Regions from separate parts of the Mus musculus genome. Here region 1 is linked to region 2. Evidence: chromatin contacts called from public HiChIP or PLAC-seq data. All regions are on one chromosome and are shown on one strand. The core of a region is the stretch at or near the end of the contact, and the rest is flanking DNA. Distances in the headings are between cores, read along the strand shown. Region 1 holds the start of Chrna9 (cholinergic receptor, nicotinic, alpha polypeptide 9). Region 2 has its middle 23 kb from the start of 1700126H18Rik.

What was found. HiChIP or PLAC-seq counts read pairs in DNA pulled down with a chosen protein or histone mark.
Region 1: an H3K27ac HiChIP or PLAC-seq map of embryonic stem cells shows a contact between it and region 2, with 16 read pairs. The contact joins the promoter of Chrna9 here to the enhancer-like site in region 2. A contact is called at or near these places in 3 of 39 promoter capture datasets (embryonic stem cells, hematopoietic stem and progenitor cells and neutrophils), 6 of 484 Hi-C or Micro-C datasets (all in embryonic stem cells), 11 of 115 datasets of contacts at active chromatin or transcription factors (embryonic stem cells and epiblast stem cells) and 3 of 9 other capture datasets (adipose tissue, embryonic stem cells and liver).

What each region holds. Positions count from the first base shown.
Region 1 is chr5:65,964,973-65,971,624 of GRCm38.p6, forward strand. Chrna9 (cholinergic receptor, nicotinic, alpha polypeptide 9) reads left to right here and starts at 2,152. Exons shown (of 5, transcript NM_001081104.1): 1 at 2,152-2,539; 2 at 2,810-2,955; 3 at 4,143-4,297; 4 at 5,844-6,376. The coding sequence starts at 2,476.
Region 2 is chr5:66,211,229-66,217,305 of GRCm38.p6, forward strand. No RefSeq gene overlaps it. Among named protein-coding and RNA genes, the nearest start is that of 1700126H18Rik, 23 kb to the left of the region's middle. Within about 2 kb of position 3,498, at least 32 of the 459 cell types and tissues checked have an H3K27ac peak or open chromatin away from gene starts, as enhancers often do. A contact at or near this core is called in embryonic stem cells, epiblast stem cells and liver, where this site is marked.

The DNA.
Region 1 (6,652 bases), core at 902-3,401, 250 kb before region 2:
TGGTGGTCGTTCCCTCCCCCCACCCCGTGTGATTTATGTGTGTCTGCATATTGTGTGTGCATGTATATGTACATGTGCATGCATTTACATTCGAGTGCTGATACATGTGTGTCCTGCACGCTTTTGGAAGTCAGGGGACAACTGTGAGTGCTGCTCCTGTACTTAGAGCCGAATCTCTTTGCTCTTCAGTGCAGGCCCCTGGGCTCCAGGGAGTCCTCCATCTCCACCTCTCAGGAGTACAGAACTACAGATGCACTACCTGTGGGTTCTGGAGATCTGAAGCTTGGGGCATATGCACTGCCTGCTGGACCATTTCCCCAGCCCTCCCCTAGTGATTTTTGGAAGGAATTTGTACTTTATCTTAGTGAAAGACCAGAAACAATATCAGAATTTAAAAGTTTAGTTTGTATTCGTTAGCATCTTGGCCTCAAGACACAATCTCCACCACCACCACCCCCAAAAAAAAAAAAACCATTGGCTTAATTAGCATTTTGTTACCATTAGGACCTGACCATCAGCTTGCACCATCATTATTTCCTTTTTCATTCTAAGGGACCCACAGAATGAACTGAGTTGACCACAAGTGACCAAAAGCAGCCACGAGGGCAGCTAGTACCAAGTGTTCTCTGAGCTCCACTTATCAGAGCCTGCTCCGACTCCTGTGGGAGATAAAAGAAGCAGAAGGCAAGGCAGAAAGAGTCTTAGCCTGAAAACAATGTATCACTTCTGCGCATCCAAAGCAGAACTGTTGAAAACCTAGCCAGGCATGTTCCTGTTGCCAGTATAACAGTTTAGGGTAGGTGGCCTGAATCCCATCACTGGCCACCAGATGCTGGAAACAGGCCAGTGTGCACCTCGGGACTTTGGTTTCCCCACTGGAAAACAAGCTATTAAACACAACCCCAAAAGCATATGCAGTCTTGGAGATCGGAAAGCAGTTGTTTGTGGAAGGACGCATGATCCTAGGGCCCAGGGCTTGTGTCACCTGATGACTGAGACTGGAGAGTGAGGGAAATAATGTCGTCTTAAAGAGCAGATGTGGGTGGATAATTAGAAACCCACGTAGCTGACGGCTAGGGTGTCTGTTCCATGTGGAGGATATATTCCTGAAGAGAAACAGGGTGACTCACAGCTGCCTGTAACCTGATCAAATCAAGCTATCCAATTTCCTTGCTCTGATCCTAGGCAGCCAAATTATCTTAATTCTGTTTCCAAGGCAGCTTCCCCAGGCAAGTTCCCATACTACAATTGGATGCAATTGGAAGTTGACGTGTGTGTGTGTGTGTGTGTGTGTGTGTGTGTGTGTGTGTGTGTACAAAATTAGTTATGTGAAAAGTGGATGAAATTATATAAAATAACATTTCAATGAAAAGGAGATGTGGGCTGGAGAGATGGCTCAGTGGTTAAGAGCACCGACTGCTCTTCCAAAGGTCCTGAGTTCAAATCCCAGCAACCACATGGTGGCTCACAACCATCCATAATGAGATCTGACGCCCTCTTCTGGTGAAGACAGCTACAGTGTACTTAGATCTAATAATAAATAAATCTTAAAAAAGAAAGAAAGAAAGAAAGAAAGAAAGAAAGAAAGAAAGAAAGAAAAGGAGATGCATTGTGGTGAACAATAACACAGCAAAACGTTGGTCGGAAGGTCAGTTTCATAGGATCTAGGTTAGCCTTTGAACCATGTTTTGTTAGAGCTGGAAAAGCCTGGTTGACTTGGTAAATGGACACATTCCGAGTCTGCAAAGCTGAGCAGAGGTGTAAATCAGTCACTAGTACATCCTCCATGCTGTTCCGTTTGCATAGGTGTGGGCCGGTAGCTTTTAAATCAGTCACTAGTACATCCGCCATGCTGTGCCGTTTGCATAGGTGTGGGTCGGTAGCTTTTAAATCAGTCACTAGTACATCCGCCATGCTGTGCCGTTTGCATAGGTGTGGGTCGGTAGCTTTTAAATCAAACAGAATTGTTATTTTCCCTAGTCAGTCTTGTCATTCAGGGATGCTCAGAATGGCCAAGAAGCTCAAACTTCTCCTCCCATCCAGCACCTCTATCCCCACCTGCTTACTCCGCAGCATCCATGCCAGTGGGACAATGGAAAGGTGTTCAGAAACAGGGAGCGAAGAGGCTCAACCATCTACAGCTGTTTCCCCTCCGCCTCCAAATGCTGCTAGAAAGGCAGGGGTGGTCCCTGGGTGTCAGCTGCGTCTCCAGTCATTCGGCTTCCCTTGGATTCGGCACCCTCTGCCTTCAAGCCAAATCAACTGCATGCGCTATGATACCTCCCCAAGTGCAGTCCTGCTTACCGGCCTCCCCGGAGCTCTTGGCATTAAGGTCACTGGAGCCACAGTCTCAGCTTACCAGAGGGGAGGGCGGGCAGTCTCCATCTGTTTTGTGACTGTGGCAGTGAGGGTGCTTTGTAGACAGAAGTGGGAGTCCTCGCTGTCTGGCTGGGACGTTCTACATGTTGGGAAAGGATGAACCGGCCCCATCCCTGCATCTCCTTTTGCTGGATGTATTTTGCTGCTTCTGGAATCAAAGGTGAGAGGCTAGCGCAGTGCTCCATATGGGCTCCTCTGGAGCCTTTTGGTGAGAGATGGGGTAGGGCTAGAAAGACAAGAGCACATGGGCGTGCTCAGCCTCTTTCTGACTCTTGATCATCAGGGTGGGTAAGACCAGCCAAAAAAGAAAGAAAGAAAGAGCTCATCCACTCATTCCAAAGCTACCCTAGCTGTGTGGCTCCATCCCTCATTTTGACCCCAGAGCTGGTCTTATTTTGAAACGCTGATCCAGGTGCTTCTCTTTGAACAGCCGTAGAGACAGCAAATGGAAAGTATGCCCAGAAATTGTTTAGCGATCTTTTTGAAGACTACTCCAATGCTCTGCGTCCAGTAGAAGATACGGACGCGGTGCTGAACGTCACTCTGCAGGTCACGCTCTCCCAGATAAAGGACATGGTGAGTCTTTTTAAAAAGATTTTTATTTATTTATTATGTATACAGTGACCTTTGATGGTGAGGGCGACAGTGAAAAACAGGCGTTTTCTTCTCAATGGGTGTGACAGAAATGTCCTTGAGTTAGGTAATTGAGATGATTATGCAGTGTGGTAGGTGACTGGAAGCCCCTGACAGTTATAGTGTGGCTAAGATGATGGGTTTTAGTATTTTAATTTAATTTAATTATTATATGTACATGCCTGTGTGTTTGAGCATGTTAGTGCAGTGACTGCAGAAGCCGGAAGAGGGCGTCAGGGACCCTGAGCTAGAATTACAGGCAGCTCCCCACTGCCTGACAGGTGCTGGGAGCTTATCTCAAGATACTTGGCACACACCTTTAATCCCAACACTTGGGAGGCAGAGGCAGACAGATTTCTGAGTTCAAGGCCAGCCTGGTCTACAAAATGAGTTCCAGGACAGCCAGGACTATACAGAGAAACCCTGTCTCGAAAAACCAAAAAAAAAAAAAAATGGAAAGAACAGTACAAACTTTCCAGTCCCCTAAAATAGTACTTTAAGGTTATGTGGATTTTACTACAATTTTTTAAAAAGATTTTTATTTATTTATTATGTATACAGTGTTCTGCCTGCATATATGCCTGCAGGCAGAAGAGGACACCAGATCCTGTTACAGATGGTTGTGAGCCACCATGTGGTTGCTGGGAATTGAACTCAGGACCTCTGGAAGAGCAGTTGGTGCTCTTAACCTCTGAGCTCTATCTCCAGCCCTTAATCACAATTTTAAAAGAGGAAGGTGGTGTTTTAAAATGACATGGCTGATTTCCTCCATATACATATTTAATTACACAAGCTATCAGATTTAAATGATGTTTTCTTTTGTACCTGGTAGACATTTCACGTCTCCTGGCTCCAGTGTATCATTAGTTGGTCCGCTTTCAGAGAAAACTTAGCAATTAACCTAAGGAAAGATATAAAGATGCAAGTACTGGTCTCCTTTACATTTTGTACACTACATCAGGAAGGCATTGAATGCGGCCTTGATAATCAATCAATCAGGTAGAATTTTAAAAGGTCTCCTTTATGGGTTGAAAATAAGTGGGCACCCTGGAGATTCCTGCTATCAAGAACAAGTATCCCAAAGCTGGAAGTGTGTACAGAATAAGGTGACATCTGGATTCATTGCTTAGGACGAGAGAAATCAGATTCTGACAGCCTACCTGTGGATCCGCCAAACTTGGCACGATGCGTACCTCACGTGGGATCGAGACCAGTATGACGGGCTGGACTCCATCAGGATTCCCAGCGATCTGGTGTGGAGGCCGGACATTGTCCTCTACAACAAGTAAGCGCTGCCCACACTAGAGGGGTCTGGGAAACAAACCTGCTGATTTAATACAAACTTGAACATCATTTAAAACACATGTGGAGTGTGAGCCTGTGTCCTTATTCAAATCGCAGATGGTCAGAGTATCAGATCATAAAAGCCTAGTGTTTGCCGTCCTCTGTGTCCCTGCAGTGGTAGAAGCATCATTTTGACCGTTGTCCTCTCCGTGCCCAAATCCCGTCTTTTACAACTCCCGATACAGGCTGAGCTGGCCACCCTGTGCCAGCGTGAGCTACATCTTCACTCACTGTATCTATAATAACCTTTCTCCTCCTGCCTCTCTCTTCCTCTTCCTCTTCCGTGGTGGTTTTATTTGTTGCTGTTGCTTTGTTTTGATCTTTCTGTTAAGATCAAGCTCCCGTGAATCTGACAATCTTCCTGCTTTGGCCCCCCAAGATCTCTACCACTCGAACTTAGCCCTGTTCCTCAGTAAACTGGAAGGCTAGGACTTCTATGTGAGAATTTCCTGGAGATACGATTTAATCTGCTCACAATCCAGACATTATGTAACAGAAATGCTACAATGGCTAGATAGGAAGAGCCGCCTGGAATCTGTCCTGTGGGTTTCAGACCGTAGAGTGGAGGGGAAATTTATCTTGCGGCTGTTTGGGCTCTGCTCAGAGCAAAGCACATGGGTTCATATTTCTGAGACTGTAAAGCATACGTGAACCACCTAGAGATCTTGAAAAAACTCAGATTTGGATTCAGTAGTCATAGGGTGGTCCTGCAGTTCTGAGTTCCCACGAGCTCCAGAGAGCAGTGGTTGTCCCTGGCTACTGGCTATCCTCCAGACAGAGCCAGACCTAACTCAAGCTCAATGTCGCCACCTTCTTCCCATCACCATGGGAGCTCCTCTATCTTTATAAAGATTTATTTATTGTTTATTTTATGTATATGAGTACACTGTAGCTGCACAGATGGTTGTGAGCCTTTATGTGGTTGTTGGGGATTGAATTTAGGACCTCTGCTCGCTCCTGTCAGCCCTGCTTGTTCTGGTCAACCTCACTCACTCAGGCCCTGCCCGCTCTGGCACAAAGATTTATTATTATATATGTTTATTATTATATATGTCTCAAGATTTATTTATTATTATTATTATAAATAAGTACACTGTAGCTGTCCTCAGACACACCAGAAGAGGGTGTCAGATCTCATTACGAGTGGTTGTGAGCCACCATGTGGTTGCTGGGACTTGAACTTAGGACCTTTGGAAGAACAGTCAGTGATCTTACTGGTTGAGCCATCTTGCCAGCCCTCCTCTGTCTTTATTCTGGAACCTAAGCTCTTGTGGATTGAGAGGGGTTCTTCTACTGTTCATATAAAAATGGGACCTCCTGGTAGAGAAGATGGGTACATTGGAAGTGATTCCAAACTCACAGAGAATGGGGACCCACTGCCAAATATACTGAAGCGACAGACACAGGGCATTGTCAGTAAGCAGTCCAGGACTTAAGTCAGTCAGGTTCCTCAGCAAGCGCCTGTCATCATCCTCATTTGCTCCTAGGGCCGATGACGAGTCTTCAGAGCCGGTGAACACCAACGTGGTCCTGCGGTACGATGGGCTCATCACCTGGGACTCACCAGCCATCACCAAAAGCTCCTGTGTGGTGGATGTCACCTATTTCCCCTTCGACAGCCAGCAGTGCAACCTGACCTTTGGTTCCTGGACCTACAATGGGAACCAGGTGGACATATTCAATGCCCTGGACAGTGGTGACCTCTCTGACTTCATTGAAGACGTGGAATGGGAGGTTCAGGGCATGCCTGCCGTGAAGAACGTCATCTCCTACGGCTGCTGCTCGGAGCCTTACCCAGACGTCACCTTCACTCTCCTTCTGAAGAGGAGGTCTTCCTTTTACATTGTCAACCTCCTCATCCCTTGCGTCCTCATATCGTTCCTCGCTCCGCTGAGTTTCTACCTCCCAGCAGCCTCCGGGGAGAAGGTCTCTCTGGGAGTGACCATCCTATTGGCCATGACTGTATTTCAGCTAATGGTGGCAGAGATCATGCCAGCCTCAGAAAACGTCCCTCTGATAGGTGAGTGTATGCTTGGAGCTTAGCTTTGTAGCAGTTGTGATGGCGTGTGTATGTCCCAAGCTAAAGCAATTGAAGCCATTGGCTCTGTGTTTTCGTAAAACCCATTCAGTGCCTGAAGGTGACCTCTTTGCTTATAGCGATGGTTGTTGGAATTAAGTGGTTCTTACGATCTTCACGTTCACAGAAGAACACTTGTTTATTTTGTATTTATCTACTTTTGGATTTTGAGGCAGAGTTTTATAGTGTGGTCCAGGTTGGTCTCAAACTTGTTATTTA
Region 2 (6,077 bases), core at 2,248-4,747:
AGCCAGGGCTACAGAAAAACCCTGTCTCGAAAAACCAAAAAAAAAAAAAAAAAAAAAAGCACAAGTTCAGATGCAACCCTTCACAGAGGTAATATTCCACTACTTCCTAAAAGAAGACTCAGTTTGCAGTGGCTGCTTCCCAGTGATTTGCCCTGTGTCTCATGGTAAATATTTAAATAAAAGGCTTAAGTTATAAAGATCTAAATGAAAGATCTAAAAAGGTACTTTAAGGTCGTAATTACAAGATATAAAGGTTAGGGACCTCTGTATAGTCCTGGCTGTCCTGGAACTTACTCTGTAGACCAGGCTGGCCTCGAACTCAGAAATCCGCCTGCCTCTGCCTCCCAAGTGCTGGGATTAAAGGCGTGGCCACCAGGCTCCTTGAGACCATATAAACTTAACCTGTGGTAAAAATTAATTTAAGATACAAGATGTTTCATATGTCTTCCCCTTGTTTATGCCACTGTTATATTGAGACTTCAAAGGTTCAGAATCGTAACATTTATCAATGGAGCTCTGATAAATTAGCCTAACTTGAATAAAACATTCCACAATACAATCCACTTTTATAATTACAAGTTAAAATTTTAAGTTTCCTTTGGTTGTCTTTTAACTATAGGCTTAAGGTGTTTCCCATGCTAAATTTATATAATCAACTATCATAGCCACAAAGTCAAAATATTAAGTCTCCTTTGATTGTCTTTTAAATGTAAACTTAAAATGCTTCTCATTTTGCTAAATTAATATACATTCAGTCTTCTAGACAGAGGGAAAAGGCCCTTTTGTCCCCCTTCTGTTTCACCAAAGGTTTTTGTCTTCCCTAAGCTTATCTTAAAGACTGCTCATGCTGTTAACAGATTCATTTCTTTTGTAAACTTCTAAGCTCCAGGAAACCCACTCAGATCTGCCTCTCATGGAGCAAAGAGGCTCCGTCCAGAGAAGCGCACCTGCCAATCTGTTGCCTAAGCTCCCACCTGCTGCCTATTCCAGAGGGTGGGGTTGCTCCCCTGTTCCCTGGTTTGGGACTCCCCTACCCTCAACCACCAAGACCTAAGAGTTTCAAATGTGCACCCAAGAAAAGTTTTTCTCCCAAACCTACTTACCTTTCTTTTCTGCCTCGAATATGCATATGTATTTCAGCATTTTGCCACATCCAGGTGTTTACTCAAAATCTACATCCAGGACAGCTCCAGAGAAAAACCCCACAGAAGCTCCGGTCTCCTCTTACAGAGGCTTCTACTGGGCCTTCACCTCCTACCTGCAGGTGGTCCTACAGACCCTGGACAGCAAGGAGACAGTCAACTCTCCTAAGCCTAGACCAACATCCTCATCCCCATTTTCATGTTTCCCAAAGACACATTACCCCAAAGTCAGCAGGAAACAACTGAAGGTCACGACAATCCTATTCCTGTTTCACCATCACCCTCTTTCTAGTTTCTCCTTTTTTAATTAAACCAAAATGGAGGAATGTTAGCATTTCTTCTAGGCTCTGCCTAACAGTTACCTAGCAATAGTCAGGCATGACCCTGACTTGCTATAAAAGGACTTTTTGGCTTCTCTGGCCTCTCTCCCCCTGCCCCCTGCCCCCGCCCCCCACTGACCCCCCCCCCAACACACACCAATTAGTGTCACTTCCTATCCAGAGGTGTTAGGCCTTTCGAAATTTAGAAAACTTGGACTATCCAGAGAATAAATGTTGGAGGAAGAAGAAGAGGAGGAAGAGAAGGAGTGGGAGGAGGAGGAGGAAGAGGAGGAATAGCTTAGAGATAAAGATTTGAAGTCATTTTGTACCTGAGGGAACCAGAATTCCTCTAGGCAAATTCCATGCTGAGTGAAAATGGGCAGTCTGCAGAACACCAGAGCACTGACCTCCCAGGAGAAAGACAATCTACGCATGCCTGTGTCCTGGCTTCTGTGGGCCTTTACACTCTCACACTGCTATGAGCATGGTGAAGAGAGGGCTTTCTCTTTACTCATGAATGAGCAAAACCATGAATAATTTCATTTCCCATCTCTCTCTACTCTGTTGATGAGAGTCAGGCCTTATGACAGAGTTCTTTTTGTTTTGTTTTTGAGAAACAGTTTCTCTGTGTAGCTCTGGCTGCCCTGGAATTCACTCTGTAGACCAGGCTGGCCTCAAACTCAGAAATCCACCTGCCTCTGCCTCCCAAGTACTGGGATTAAAAGTGTGTGCCACCACTGCCCGGCTTTTTTTTTTTTTTTTTGGTTTTTTGAGACAGGGTTTCTCTGTATCACCCTGGCTGTCCTGGAACTCACTTTGTAGACCAGGCTGGCCTCAAACTCAGAAATCCGCCTGCCTCTGCCTCCCACGTGCTAGGATTAAAGGCGTGCCAGGCTGAGTTCATATGACATACAAAATGAGTATAGGATAAAAGGCAAAGTCATGAGACACCAAGAGTGCAGGAGGTGGAAAAGGAGCCAAGTATCCCAGAAGCCCACCCACTCCACTTTTTTTTAAAAAAGCTTTTATTGGGAAAGGGGGAGAGGGAGGGGTAGGAGGGAGAAAGACAAGATAGACAAACAGGCAGACAGACGGAGGGGGATAGCAAGAGAGACGGGAAGAGGGAGGGGGAGGGGAGAAGAGGAGAGAAAACATACACACAGGTATTCAATCAGAGAACACTCATTGGAGTAAGTTCTCTGTGTCACCATATGCATTTGAGAGATGAATCTCAGACCATTAGACATGGTGGCAAATGTCTTTAGCTGTTAAATTGTCTTGCTAGTCCTCCAGGAGCCTCTTTAAAAATGCTCTGAGAGTTGTGTGTTCTTCTCTGTTAAGAGGTTTCAGTCAATCCTATAGCAATAGTGTGATCAATTCCAAGCCTATTTTATAGATGAAGAAACTGAGAGTTAAGTGGCTCCATCAAGGTCTTGTGTGCGGTAAGAGGCAGAGTCAGGACGTGAAGCCAGGCATTCTAGCTCAAATAAAATACTCCATATATCTTCCCTCCAAACTACCAGGCCAGTACTGCAAACTGTACTTGATGTGTTTATGAAAAGACGGGGGGGGGGGGATAGTTATATTCTACGGAGGTGTCGTCAGGTGCAGGAAAAGGGGGTGCCTTAGCAGCCCATGAGGAGGCATGGCTTCCCCCTGAGGGACCAGCCACACCACGGGATAGAATACAGTTTAATCAGGGCATGGGGAGGGGGAGTTAAAAGGACAGTAGAGGCAGAGAAAGGCAGAGAGAGTAGAGAAGTAGAGAAGAAGCCGGCAGGCCATTAGCAAGTGGAGAAAAAGGGTTAGGGAATGGGGAGAGAAGGAATGGATGAGCAAGAGAAAGCAATAGAGTGAGGTGGGTGGGGCAAGCAGCCCCTTTTATAGTGAGTCAGGCACTTCCGGCTGTTGCCAGGTAACTGTGGGGCGGAGCTTAGACAATGCTAACAGAACTAGCTGAGCTGAGCCAGGTAGTCCTAGAACTAAGAATTAGATCCCCTGGTGAGCTCACAAAGAACTCTGTAGTAAACAACAGGTGTCAGTGACCTGTTCAACAAGACTGGTTTTGACCTCAGCCATTGTTTCGATCCAGTGGAGGAGAGCCATACAACTGGCACAGTGAGCTCCTGGTCCTTAGACGCCCATTTTAGGTTTAAGGTCAAAGAAAGGGAAGACATCCAAGGACTAGGAGAAGCCCCAGCTATCCGCGGATCTGGAGGAAAGGGGAGGGGAGATGCCTGTCTTTAACCTTGGAGTCCTGCAAATTTACATGGATTAAAACCTATCAACTCCATTACCCCTGTACAGATTAGCCTCTTAGGGCCCTTAAACACTCAGTGCAGGTCTTCATATTATGCAGACCTGTCTCCGGTGGGCAGAACAAAAGGACGGACGTTTAAATATCAGCATTTAAATCTAAGCGAGAACTCTGAAGAGGCGGGGAGGTCCTGGGTAGTTCCCAGCCTCTTATTTACCTCTTAAATATTCCTTTCTTACCACATTTATTTTTAAGCTTATTAACATCAACTGACAACGATAATCATAGCAAATGCTTATATAGTTCATACTTTGTACACCGGTTTTGTAAGGGGGCGGGGTTGTTTTGTTTAGTGATGAGGTCAGGGCAGGAACTCCAGGCAGGAAATGATGCAGAGGCCTCGGAGGAGGGGGCTGTTCATTGGCTTGTTCTTGTTTTGTTTTTGAGGGAAGGTCTTAGTAGGTCCCCCATTGCTGGCCTGACATTCACTATTTTGCCTAGGCTTGCCTCGGACTTGGGGCGATCCTTCTGCCTGGCTACCCAGAGTCCTGGAATTACAGATTTGTACTGCCTTGCCTTGCTCAAGCATTGTTTGCAGGTCTTGTTGTTGTTTGTTTTGTCTTTAATCCATACCCACTCTTTGAGTCTTCACAGCGGCATGACGACATAAATACTATTACCAGATTCATTTCATAGACAAGTATTACATCTCAAAGAAACCTGGGACAAGTCACACTCAGTATCAGCGGCTCCTCCCATCATTTCACGCCCCGCCCTAAACCCCTCCCCCAGAGGCGGGGCTTCTCTTCCCCAAACCCAAACCCTACAAAACAGCCTGTATCTTGGCTCTGCTGCTTCTCCTGATCTGTGTGGCACCTCTCTTGCTCTCCCTCCCCCACTTTCCTGCTCATGTACACCCTGGACTCTTCCCTCTGCCTGCTTTCTCCTTTATAGCTACATTAAAAGTCTTCTCCATACTTTAGAAGTAGTCAGGTCATTTCTTTTCTTCCTTCTTTTAAATGTTTATTCATCAACGAAGCAGAAACACAGAAAGGACAAGTAACTTGATTCAGGTCTTGTGACAAATGGCAACGCTAAGGTTCGAAGTCCCAGAGTCCACCCTCATGTCATGACCCTGCTAGTCTTAGATAAATAGCCCCATTAGAGGCGCTTCAAGGTAAAGAGACAGGATAACAAACTGATACAGAGACTGTGTGTGGAGATTGTCATATAATGGCTTTAAAGGAACCACTGGCTTCTAAAGTCTTATCTCATTTGCTCTGGGGTAGAATATGTGACAGCACAATGGCTTCATTTAACCAAGAAGATGCAGATGCAGGGTAATTAATTTTATGGGACTTAAAGCCAAGCCTTAAGGAGTTTAGAGCATCCCATTTTCTTAGATCCTAATTGCCTTGTAAAGAACCTAAAGCCCAAGTGAGAAGGTAGCTCAGAAGGAGGGACCTTGCCTGCCATGGACCAAGGTGGATGGCTCCCAGCATTGCATAGAAAAAAGAAGGCACACACACACAAAGTCTAGATCATCTAGCCACAGACAGGACACATGTAAAGAGAGTCCAAGTCTGAGAAGCCAGAGAGTGAACAGGGGTCTTCTGCTAAAAGTGCCCACCAACAGGGATACTCCTTGTTAAACTGTCCCAGGAGATAACATGTAGAGCAGAGATGAGCTGAGCCTGCTAAGCTCTGCCCCCAATTTGATTCCAAAATGTTGCATTTAATTTACAATTTTAACCATTGCTAACCATGCACCCTACCACTGAGCACGTCCCAGGCCAGCTTTAGTCACCTTTAAGAGTACAACTGAGTGGTAATAAGTGCATTCATATTACTGTGTAACCAACACCAGCATCCATCTCAAAGGTCTCCATCATCCCGTTCTAAAACAACAGCACCCCATTCCCCGTCACCTCAGCCTGCCTGCCATTGCCCTATTTATGACCCTGTGAACTTGCCAGTCATTTTGAAGGTGGTTTGCTAGGCAACAACACATAACTTTATTACTAATACATTTAACAATCACACTTTCAGAATACATTAATGTGCTTGCCAGTTTGACGAGTGTCAGTGTCACAGAAGAATCTGGAGCTAGGCCAGAGCTTCAGTTCACTTTGTCATTTGCATATTAAATTCTAGGCTACAGTGTTAATGAGTACACTTATGCCTAACATTTACTTTAAAATTGAGAGGGCAGCTTCTCACTTAAAAGTCATTTTTATCTTTCACAGTTGCTTTGCATTTCAATATCATTATTAAGTTATTTTAAACCACAGTGAATCTGGGACTAAGGATCTGAGTGTAAGCAACTTGCCCAAGGTCACAGAAGAGAATGAGTTTGCA